2 separate regions of the Mus musculus genome follow, and region 1 is linked to region 2. The links are chromatin contacts, called in public HiChIP or PLAC-seq maps. All regions are on one chromosome and are shown on one strand. The core of a region is the stretch at or near the end of the contact, and the rest is flanking DNA. Distances in the headings are between cores, read along the strand shown.

Evidence for each region. HiChIP or PLAC-seq counts read pairs in DNA pulled down with a chosen protein or histone mark.
Region 1: an H3K4me3 HiChIP or PLAC-seq map of the 230-238 cell line shows a contact between it and region 2, with 11 read pairs. The contact joins the promoter of Serpinb6e here to the enhancer-like site in region 2. A contact is called at or near these places in 4 of 39 promoter capture datasets (embryonic stem cells and stem cell-derived epiblast-like cells) and 4 of 115 datasets of contacts at active chromatin or transcription factors (the 230-238 cell line, bone marrow-derived dendritic cells and embryonic stem cells).

What each region holds. Positions count from the first base shown.
Region 1 is chr13:33,842,158-33,846,974 of GRCm38.p6, forward strand. It overlaps Serpinb6e (serine (or cysteine) peptidase inhibitor, clade B, member 6e), which reads right to left and starts at 1,251. Exons shown (of 8, transcript NM_001045535.2): 1 at 1,224-1,251; 2 at 550-562.
Region 2 is chr13:33,557,959-33,562,638 of GRCm38.p6, forward strand. It overlaps Gm6093 (predicted gene 6093), which reads right to left. Exons shown (of 3, transcript NR_131141.1): 3 at 4,528-4,680. Among named protein-coding and RNA genes, the nearest start is that of Gm6093, 9.0 kb to the right of the region's middle. Within about 2 kb of position 2,058, at least 35 of the 459 cell types and tissues checked have an H3K27ac peak or open chromatin away from gene starts, as enhancers often do. A contact at or near this core is called in the 230-238 cell line, where this site is marked.

The DNA.
Region 1 (4,817 bases), core at 1-2,500, 280 kb after region 2:
CTATGTCCATCCTTTTGTGTCAAAACACAGAAAAGCCCAGCTGTTCCCTTTTCTCATTTTTGTCTCTTTCTTTCTGTTTCTCTCCACACCTTGAGTAAGCCTTCCTTGCTTCTATACTGCTTCCCTTTTTGCATTTGGCTGCTTGCTGAACCTCCCTTCCTAACTCAATCAGCAGGATTTTTCTCTTCCTCCACTCTACCTCAAAACTCCCAAGAGCTGTTCTGTGGTTTTTCTTTTAAACTCTAATAAAACCGGTCAAGTTTCCATTTGTGTCTTTTCTTGGTGAAAAAATTTTTAAAGCATCTGGGAACCCTTAAAAAAGAACCCCAGTTTTCCTAGAACCAGATGGTACTCTAGGTAGGACTCCCTAAAATTTCCAGTCACCTCAATACCATGGAAATGCTAATTTTACATACTTTTAATTCTCAAAACAATTTTAAGAGAAAAGGGAGTTGAAGACCTGTTTTTCAGGGGCAGATCACTTGATCAGCACAACAAAGCTCTGTGTCCATCAACAAACAAGGAGAAAGTGAGAAAAATGTAACTCACCGGACAGTTTCATCTGGAACAGAAAACAGGATCAAAACTTTTGGCAAAACCTATAAGGCTATCCTGGTAGACTCCAGATCCTTTAACATTTCACCTGACATGCATTTAATAGAAAGCACACCAAATGATCAGGAGAGCTCCACACCAGTTTCTTATCTTCTCACATTGAGGGTCTCCAAGTAGCTGTGGTTTGCAAAATTTCCAGTTTTGCAAGTCACAAAGACCACAACACATTCTAGAGAGCCTCCAGAAAAACAGATCCAATACCCTTGGCACTGACTTCCAAGCCTTTCTGACTCCAGCCCTTTGAGATTCCAAAGCTTGTCTCATTTGACAGGAGTTCAGTATCTCAACTTCTGAGCAAGCAGAGTCACACGTGTCCCCAGGGTCAGCTGACAGACCCCTTAGTGCACAAGCTACCTCCACAATCTGTGCTTTACTCATGTCCCTGGCATCAGAGCAGGTGGCAGAGCCACCACCTGGCTGGGAACACAAGGGCAGCACCAACAACGGAAACTGACACCCTAGAGGAGTCATTGGGACTCTCTCATGGCTCAGATAAGAAATCATAACCAGGATTGCAGGGCTCTTGCCCTGAACCACACACACCTTCCTGCCAGTACCCAGTGCCAAAGCCAGCCCGCAGCAGAGCATATACAGGACCCTAGGTTCACCTGGAGATGATGAGAAGAGCATATATCTGAAGGCACTAGCTGCACCCAGGGCCTCAAATACTGGTAGAGCAGAGAGGTGGGTGTAGTCTGGGCCTTCTAGGTTAGGAAATTCAGAGGTCAGAGCCTGGTGACCTGAACCCAGCAAAACAACACATCTTTTGCCTCCTGGCCATCCCAAGTGGCAATAGGGCAGCTGACTTTTCTGGTCCTGGATAACTTTTCTAACAACAAACTCTGGAAGAACAGGAAGAGGATCAAACCCAGGCTGGAGTCTCTGAGTAATTTTCTATGAAGGACTAAAATGTGGTCTCAGCATCCTGTTCACTCTGCCTTTTTCAAGACTGAATGACAGCCTTATCAACACCAGAAGTGCACCAGCACTTAATGGGCATAAATGGGACAAAGCACAACAGAAATCTGAGTGTTTGTCTAGCAAGTACAGTTAAACAAATAGAAAGAAAGAAAGAAAGAAAGAAAGAAAGAAAGAAAGAAAGAAAGAAAGAAAGAAAGGAAGGAGGGAAGGAGGGAGGGAGGGAGGGAGGGAAGGAAGGAAGGAAGGAAGGAAGGAAGGAAGGAAGGAAGGAAGGAAGGAAGGAAGGAAGGGAGAGAGAGAGAGAGAGAGAGAGAGAGAGAGAGAGAGAGAGAGAGAGAGAGAAAAGAAACAAAGACAACTAGGTGTTCCACATCTCCACTATTCTCTGGGCCAAAATAATTAGACACAGAAAAATGCACTTATTTGAAAAAAAATCAAAATACATGAGTAAAATTAGTTGTTTGTCACTCATGAATAGCATTCCTAGTAAATATCTCTCTGTCTCTGTCTGTCTCTCTGTCTCTGTCTGTCTCTTTGTCTCTGTCTGTTTCTCTCTCTCTCTCTCTCTCTCTGTGTGTGTGTGTGTGTGTGTGTGTATGTGTGTGTTTCTCTCATTTTTATGTGAGTGTAGTGTATGTACATAATGTATACACAAGTGTGGGCAGTCTGTGCTTTTGTGTCTATGTGGTGTGTTTGTGTGTGTGTGTGTGTGTGTGTGTTGAAGGGAGCAGTCTTTTAAGTTCAAGTTACGAAACCATTCACAGATAACAAAATGCTATTCTTTTGAAGGAAAGGCAGAAATTATTGCTGTATGTAGAATCTAGTATAAACACATACAGCACATGTACGTTTTCCCAGATATGCTAAAAAGAAGAGTTGCTTTTTTTTTTTTTTTTTCAAATGAGGACGAAAACCCTGTTTGTCATCTCACAGTTATCTTGGAGGGCAAGATGAACTTGTGGGTAAATGATGGCCAAGTTTAAGGGTCTGGCCAACTCTGCCTCCTTTGCCTAAACCAAGGACTCACAGCAATGACCTTACTGACATTTGATCTGACACTTGGTTGTACAGGATGCCTTTACTTTATAAAATGTGGCAATCCTCAATTTAGGAATCTATATGTGACCCCAGCCTGCCCAGAAAGTGAGATCCTGGCCTCCTAACACATGCATCAGGCTTTGGGTTCTCAGAGAGTTGAAGCCAGCAAGAGGCCTGGGAGTGGACTTACTTTTCTGTAGTCTTTTTGGAATGTGTCTGGGTCTGTGACAGTTGTATGCATGGGCTGGAAAGTTAGACTCAAACCACTGATCTTTGGAGACTCTGAGTCTCCAAAGTCTGTGAAGACAGACACTTTTCTGAGGAACTTTTAGGATCTTTTACCAGAGCTCAGACCCCTCTACTTAGTAGATCTCAGTGGCAAACCAGGCTTCAAGCCCAGCTGTGAGTTTTTACCTTTTTTTTTTTAATTTAGATGTTCCCTTCATTTACATTTCAAATGTTATCCCCTTTCCTATTTCCCCTCTGAAAATCCCCTATACCCTCCCACCTCCCCATGCTCCCCAACTCACCCACTCCCACTTCTTGGCCCTGGCCTTCCCCTATACTGGGGCATAGAACCTTCACAGGACCTAGGGCCTCTCCTCCCATTGATGGCCAACTAGGCCATCCTCTGCTACATATGCAGCTAGAGCCACGAGTACCTCTGTGTGCTTTCTTTGATTGGTGGTTTAGTCCCAGGGAGCTCTAGGGAGGAGGAGAAAGTCTGATATAAAATTTAATTGATGACATGCCAGAAACTAGGCACAGACCTCTGTCTAATTCATCTGTGACCTATGGTGTCATGCTAGCCAGTATTTTTTAAACAATTTTTTATTAGATATTTTCTTCATTTACATTTCAAATGCTATCCTGAAAGTCCCCTATACACTCCCCCTGCCCTGCTCCCCTACCCACCCACTCCTGCTTCCTGGCCCTGGCATTGCCCTGCACTGGGACATAAAATCTTTGCAAGACCAATGGCCTCTCCTCCCAATGATGGCCAACTAGGCCATATTCTGCTACATATGCAGCTAGAGACACGAGCTCTGGGGGTACTGGTGAGTTCATATTGTTGTTCCTCCTATAGGGTTGCAGACCCCTTCAGCTCCTTGGAGTTTTCTCTAGCTCCTTCATTGGGGACCCTGTATTCCATCCAATAGATGACTGTGAGCATCCACTTCTGTACTTGCCAGGCACTGGCATAGCTTCACAGGAGACAACTATATCAGGGTCTCCTGTCAGCAAAATCTTGTTGGTATATGCAATAGTGTCTGGATTTGGTGGTTGTTTATGGGATGGATCCCCAGGTGGGGCAGTCTCTGGATGGTCCTTCCTTCAGTCTCAGCTCCAAACTTTGTCTCTGTAACTCCTTCCATAGGTATTTTGTTCCCACTTCTAAGAAGGAACGAAGTCTTCCTTCAAACCATCCAGTGGGGAAAAAAAGACAGCATTTTCAACAAATGGTGCTGTCGCAACTGGCAGCTATCATGTAAAACCATATGAATTGATCTATTCTTATCTCCTTGCACAAAGCTCAAGTCTAAGTGGATCAAGGAACTCCACATAAAACCAGAGACACTGAAACTTATAAAGGAGGAAGTGGGGAAGAGCCTCGAAGATATGGGCACAGGGGAAAAAATCCTGAACAGAACAGCAATGGCTTGTGCTATAAGATCAAGAATCAACAAATGGGACCTCATAAAATTACAAAGTTTCTGCAAGGCAAAGGACACTGTCAATAAGACAAAAAAGCCACCAACAGATTGGGAAGAGTTTTTACTTTTAAAGGACTGAAACATAAAGGAATGCTCAAATATCTCACTCCCATTAGCTTCTTGGATCCTTGCCTCTCTAATATTTATGGCTTATCCTTCCAGCTTTTCTGGGAAAACACACTCAGTGTTTGTACTAGAATTCTATACACAACTCTAATTTCTGCCTTTCCTAAAGGCAAAAATAAAATAAAATAAAGAATAGCATTTTGTTTTCTTTTGTAAGTTAAATGTAAAACACACGAGCACAGACTGCACACACTGTGTATAAATATACATCACATACATATACCACGTTCACACACAAATGAGAGAGAAACGAGAGAGACAGAAAGACAGATATTTACCAGGAATGTTATTTATGAGTAGAAAATACACCTCATTTTACTCAGAAATTTTGGATTTTTCCAACTACATATGTTTTTCTGTGTTATATTTTTGGTATGGAAAAAATTCTTCCCAGGAATTTAC
Region 2 (4,680 bases), core at 808-3,307:
TCTGGTGGTTTGAATATGCTTGGTCTATGCAGTTTGTAATTTAAAAAACATGCTATCACCTTGCCTATTTTTTGAGGCCAATGCTTTGACCATGCCCTGTTCTCCTTGCTCCATCTTGATCACAACCGTTCCCCAATCAGGAAAATCTGGGAGCTGTTGTCCACACTCTACTTGCCCCTCTCAGCTAGGATCACCAAGCTACAAACTATCTCCACAGCTGATCTCTTTCTTCTCTTCCCTAAGTTAACTCCATGGATGGACATTAAACAGTTTTATGTTTTAAAACTAGCCAGATAGCACATTGATGGGAAAAAAAAATCTCCAACACTAAACATATCAGCAAATAGCTGGCTCCTGAAAACCTCTACAGCCCCGACCCTCATCAGAGCCTGCCTGAGTGGCCTGAGACTCTATATGTTCATGTCCCTCCTTCCAAAGCCTAGCCTCTTTCCCTGTGTCCCTTCTCCTCCTCCTGGGGCCTGGACATCCCACCTTTCCCTTCACCCAGCAATTGGCTTCTGCCATTTTTATTGATATAATCATTCACCAATTAAGGAATCAGATTTTAGTATCAGCTCCTCCCCTACAAGTCCAGGAAGTAGCACTATTTGGAGGAGTGGCCTTGTTGTAGGAATTATGTCTCCATGAGGATGGGCTTTGACAGACCTTCTTCTTAGCTGCCTGGAAGCCAGTTTTCTCTTGTCTACCTTTGGATCTACATGGAGAACTTTCAGCTCCTCCAGGCCAACATCTACCTAGATTCCACAACGTTCCAGCCATGATGACAATGGACTGAACTTCTGAACCTGTATGTGAGCTCCCAAAATGTTAAATTTTATAAGAGCTTATTTGGTCCTCCTGTCCCTTCACAGCAAAGGAAACCATAACTGAGACAGGCAAAATCAGGTATGCAGGCACAGTTGTGGTAGCTTTTTACACTATAACATAGATCTCAGCCCTGTCACGTGGGACCTTGGCTCAAAAAGTTGAACTAATTGCTTTGACCCTATTCCAAATATTGGCAAAGGAAAGATTGCTAACATCTACAGTGATAGTCAATATGCGTCTGGCATGGCCCGTGCCCAGAGACAAGAGTTCAGTGGTTAAAATCACATAGTGTTCCTGTAGAGGACATAAATTTGGTTCCCAGCACCAACATCAGGCAGCTAACAACTACCAATAGGGGGAGCTCTCTGTAGGCACTTGAACTTACTTGTACATAATATCACAAGTAACTAAACACCATTCAAAAACTATTAATCTTACAAAGTAACTACAGATTTTATGGTTCAATTTTGTTATATTGCTTTATGTCTTTATATAGTATACAAAATTTTATTCAGGATCTTTTATGCATATCTTTCAATTGATAATTTTTCCAAGTGAATTAACATATTTATCACATAAGATAACATGGAATGCTAAGTGGCAACTTTTAAAGTATTATTTATTTTATTAAGGCATTGTAGACATGGCAGGAAAAAGACATGATAAAATACAATAGTAAACATTTTGAAAGCAAAAATAAGCATAATGTATTGAACTCACAAACCTTTGATCAAAACAAGTCAGTCACAAGAACCAAAAGGAACACACTGTTGGAGTCCATCAAAATACTTTCACTCACAAAGACCACAGAGAACGCCATTGCTTCAATCCGCAAGAAGATTTTTATTGATCCAATGCTTTGGGGAACCCCCTTAGCATGCAGGCAAGTGGAGAAACCCTGAACAAAGAAAAAATACACTTTTTATACCTTGTAAGGGGCAGAATTAGGCAACAGGGCTAGCTGGATTATTCTCATTGGTATAGCAAGTAACCCTTTCAGGCATTGGTTGGTTTGCATAGTGACTACCTTTGGCCTAGTGACTCATTCTGGCTGCCCTTATGGTGGGTTATCAGCAAAGCAGCAGCACATTTTGAACTTATGGGTCAGCTATTAACATCACAGCTATTAACATCAGAGGGATTTCTAGCAAGATCAGGGTGGTTTGTGGTTTTTCTCAGAACTCAGTAAGGGGCAGAGTAGGGGAATTTTTCTGGGAACTGCTATTTTGTTATGGCAGCTGCAGACTTAGTCACTTTGACCTCTACATTTCTGAAAGTCCCTTCAGAAGGGGAAGGAGCTAGGTGGTCTTGAATTTATTTTGGATTCTACATTCCCCCATTTTCCTCTATTACATTTTAATCCTGAAATGATGTATCACTTTGTTCACTTTGTTGGAGCTGCTGATATTGCTGTCTAAGCATCAAAACTTGTATTGTATTTAATAAATTAAGGATGCATGGGCCAAAGATTAAGAACAGAAACAGGATAAGATGGGGTAGTAAACTGCACTAGGCAGGGATCCTTCCAGCAATGCTCAAGGGTCTGGGCATGATGCAGGTGCACATAGATTGGATCCCTGAGCTGGAACTGGTGAGATGTTTTTGAGGTACCAGGCTCATTCGCTGTAGCCAGTTGTGACCAGACTTTCTTCTTTACTACATGTAAGCCTTTTAACTTAGCATACAGATCATTATTATAACAACATGTGGGTTCAATCAAGACAGTGAGGGGTGTGGGAGCTTCATAAAGGATCTCAAAAGGAGTAAGACTGAATTGAGAGGAAATATTTCTGGTTCTAAATAGGGCAGGGGGGAGGAACACCACCCAGTCTGTGCCAGTCTCCATGGTTAATTTGTCAAGGTCTCTTTTAGGGTTCTATTCATCCTTTCTACCTGACCTGAATTCTGAGGTCTGTACATACAATGTAATTCCCATTTGACCTGTAATACTTGACCACCCCCTGACTTACTTGGGCAACAAAGGCAAGGCCATTATCTGACCCTATTGCTTTTGGCATTCTGAAACTTGGAAATTTTTTTCAATAATTTTCTTGACGACTATCTGAGCAGTCTCATTTTTACAGTGAAAAGCTTCTATGCATCTCGAGATCATATTCACAAAGGCAAGAAGGTATTTATACCCATATTTTCGTTGGTAAAGTCTACTTGCCATAGATGCCAGGTTTGTCTCCCCGGTACCTTTTCCCTGGATCCACTGTAATGTGGCAGACATTGACATTTTAGCAGGGCACACACTTGTGCAACACCTGCTCCACAAGGTGTTTTAAACCTCATACATGGTACTTAGTCTTGGAGAATGTCTGGATGAGCTTGCTTATCCCTAAGTGCATCTTTTTGAGCATAGACTCTGCTTGTCTTTATGGCAGAATTTTCTTTCCCCTGGAGGTATACCACAGTCTCTTATTTTTGTTGAACTGGTAACTATAATCTTTGGAAATGAGGGTTAAATCCTCTGCTGTATAGGCAAACTTGGGCTCTGTTGCCAGGAGCACCAGCAGGGTCATGGCTGCAACAATTCTTGGTCTGCCATGTTGTCGTCCCTTGCTTTCATGGTATCTGTCTAATGGTGACTAGGACAGTGGATGATGTTTACCTTGGCAGGGTCATGGAGGTCCCTCAGGAGAGCTGGTATTTTCTCATTGTTCTTAATTTCTTTTCCTCCAGTTCTCAGTAGACCCCTCTGTTGATATATGGCCCTATGGACATGGGCTGTGGCCAAAGCATACTTGCTATCCATGTAGACATTGAGTCTTTTTTCTTTTCTTATTTCCAGGACCTTAGTGTGGACGATCAGTTTTGCCTTTTGGGCTAATGTGTCCTCTAGCAGGACCTTTGTCCAGATAACTTGGTGTCTGTCTACCACAACTGCTCCAGCATGTCTCATTTCTTTTTCTAGATAGCTGTTCACATCTGTTAACCAGGTAACATCTGTGCCCTCTAGTGGCTTGTCTGTAGATCTTCATGTCACCTATGTGCCTCAGCAAGAATTTGCTGACAGTCATGTACAGGAGACTCTATGTCTCGTTCTGTGAGCATGGTAACTGAATTTAGACATGCGAGGGTCAGGGAGAAGTGACTCTTTCAGAGTTAAGCAATAGAGTCTGGTAATGAGTCATGTGAGCGTTAGTCAGTCATCAGTCAGGGGGCTAGTGAACCATGCTCTCTAGAATTCTCACAGAATTACCAAATTCTGTCCTAGAGTCAATTTATCTGTGTTCTTGACCAGTAACATCACAACAGCTACTATGCACAGACAAGCAGGCCATCTGTAGCCACAAGGTCTAATTTATTTTGATAAGTATGTGCTGGGAACTAAAATAGGGGGCCCTGGGGAAGAGGGGGAAGGACCCCGTCAGAGTTTTACCTATTCTCTCATCAGTCAGGCATGGAAGGGCTGCTATACACTTACCACTCATCCCCGGGTGAGCATTTAAGCCTCTGACCCACTCTTCGGGGTGGCAAAAGGGCAGCCCTACTGGGAGCCCTAGCTAAAGCCACTGGGGTTATGGGAAAGAGGAATGAGGGAAGTAAGGTTCCCAACACCAGCAAGAGTGAGTGCAGCGGATCTTGACTGGAGCACAGGAAGGCCTTCCATCAAGAGATTAGAAACGGCTCATTAGGAGAAAGCCTATCTCATCCTCCAAGCTCAGTGGGTCTTGATGAGCAGAGACATTCTATGGTTTTAGAGCTTTATTATAGAAAGGCAGGGAGAAAGAGAGAAGGTAGAAGAGAGAGGGGGAAGGTTAGAGAGAAAGAGAGTAAGAGGGAGGGAGGAGAGGACAAAGAGAGAGGAGAGAGGAGAGAAGACAAAGAGTGTCATGGACCGGGCTC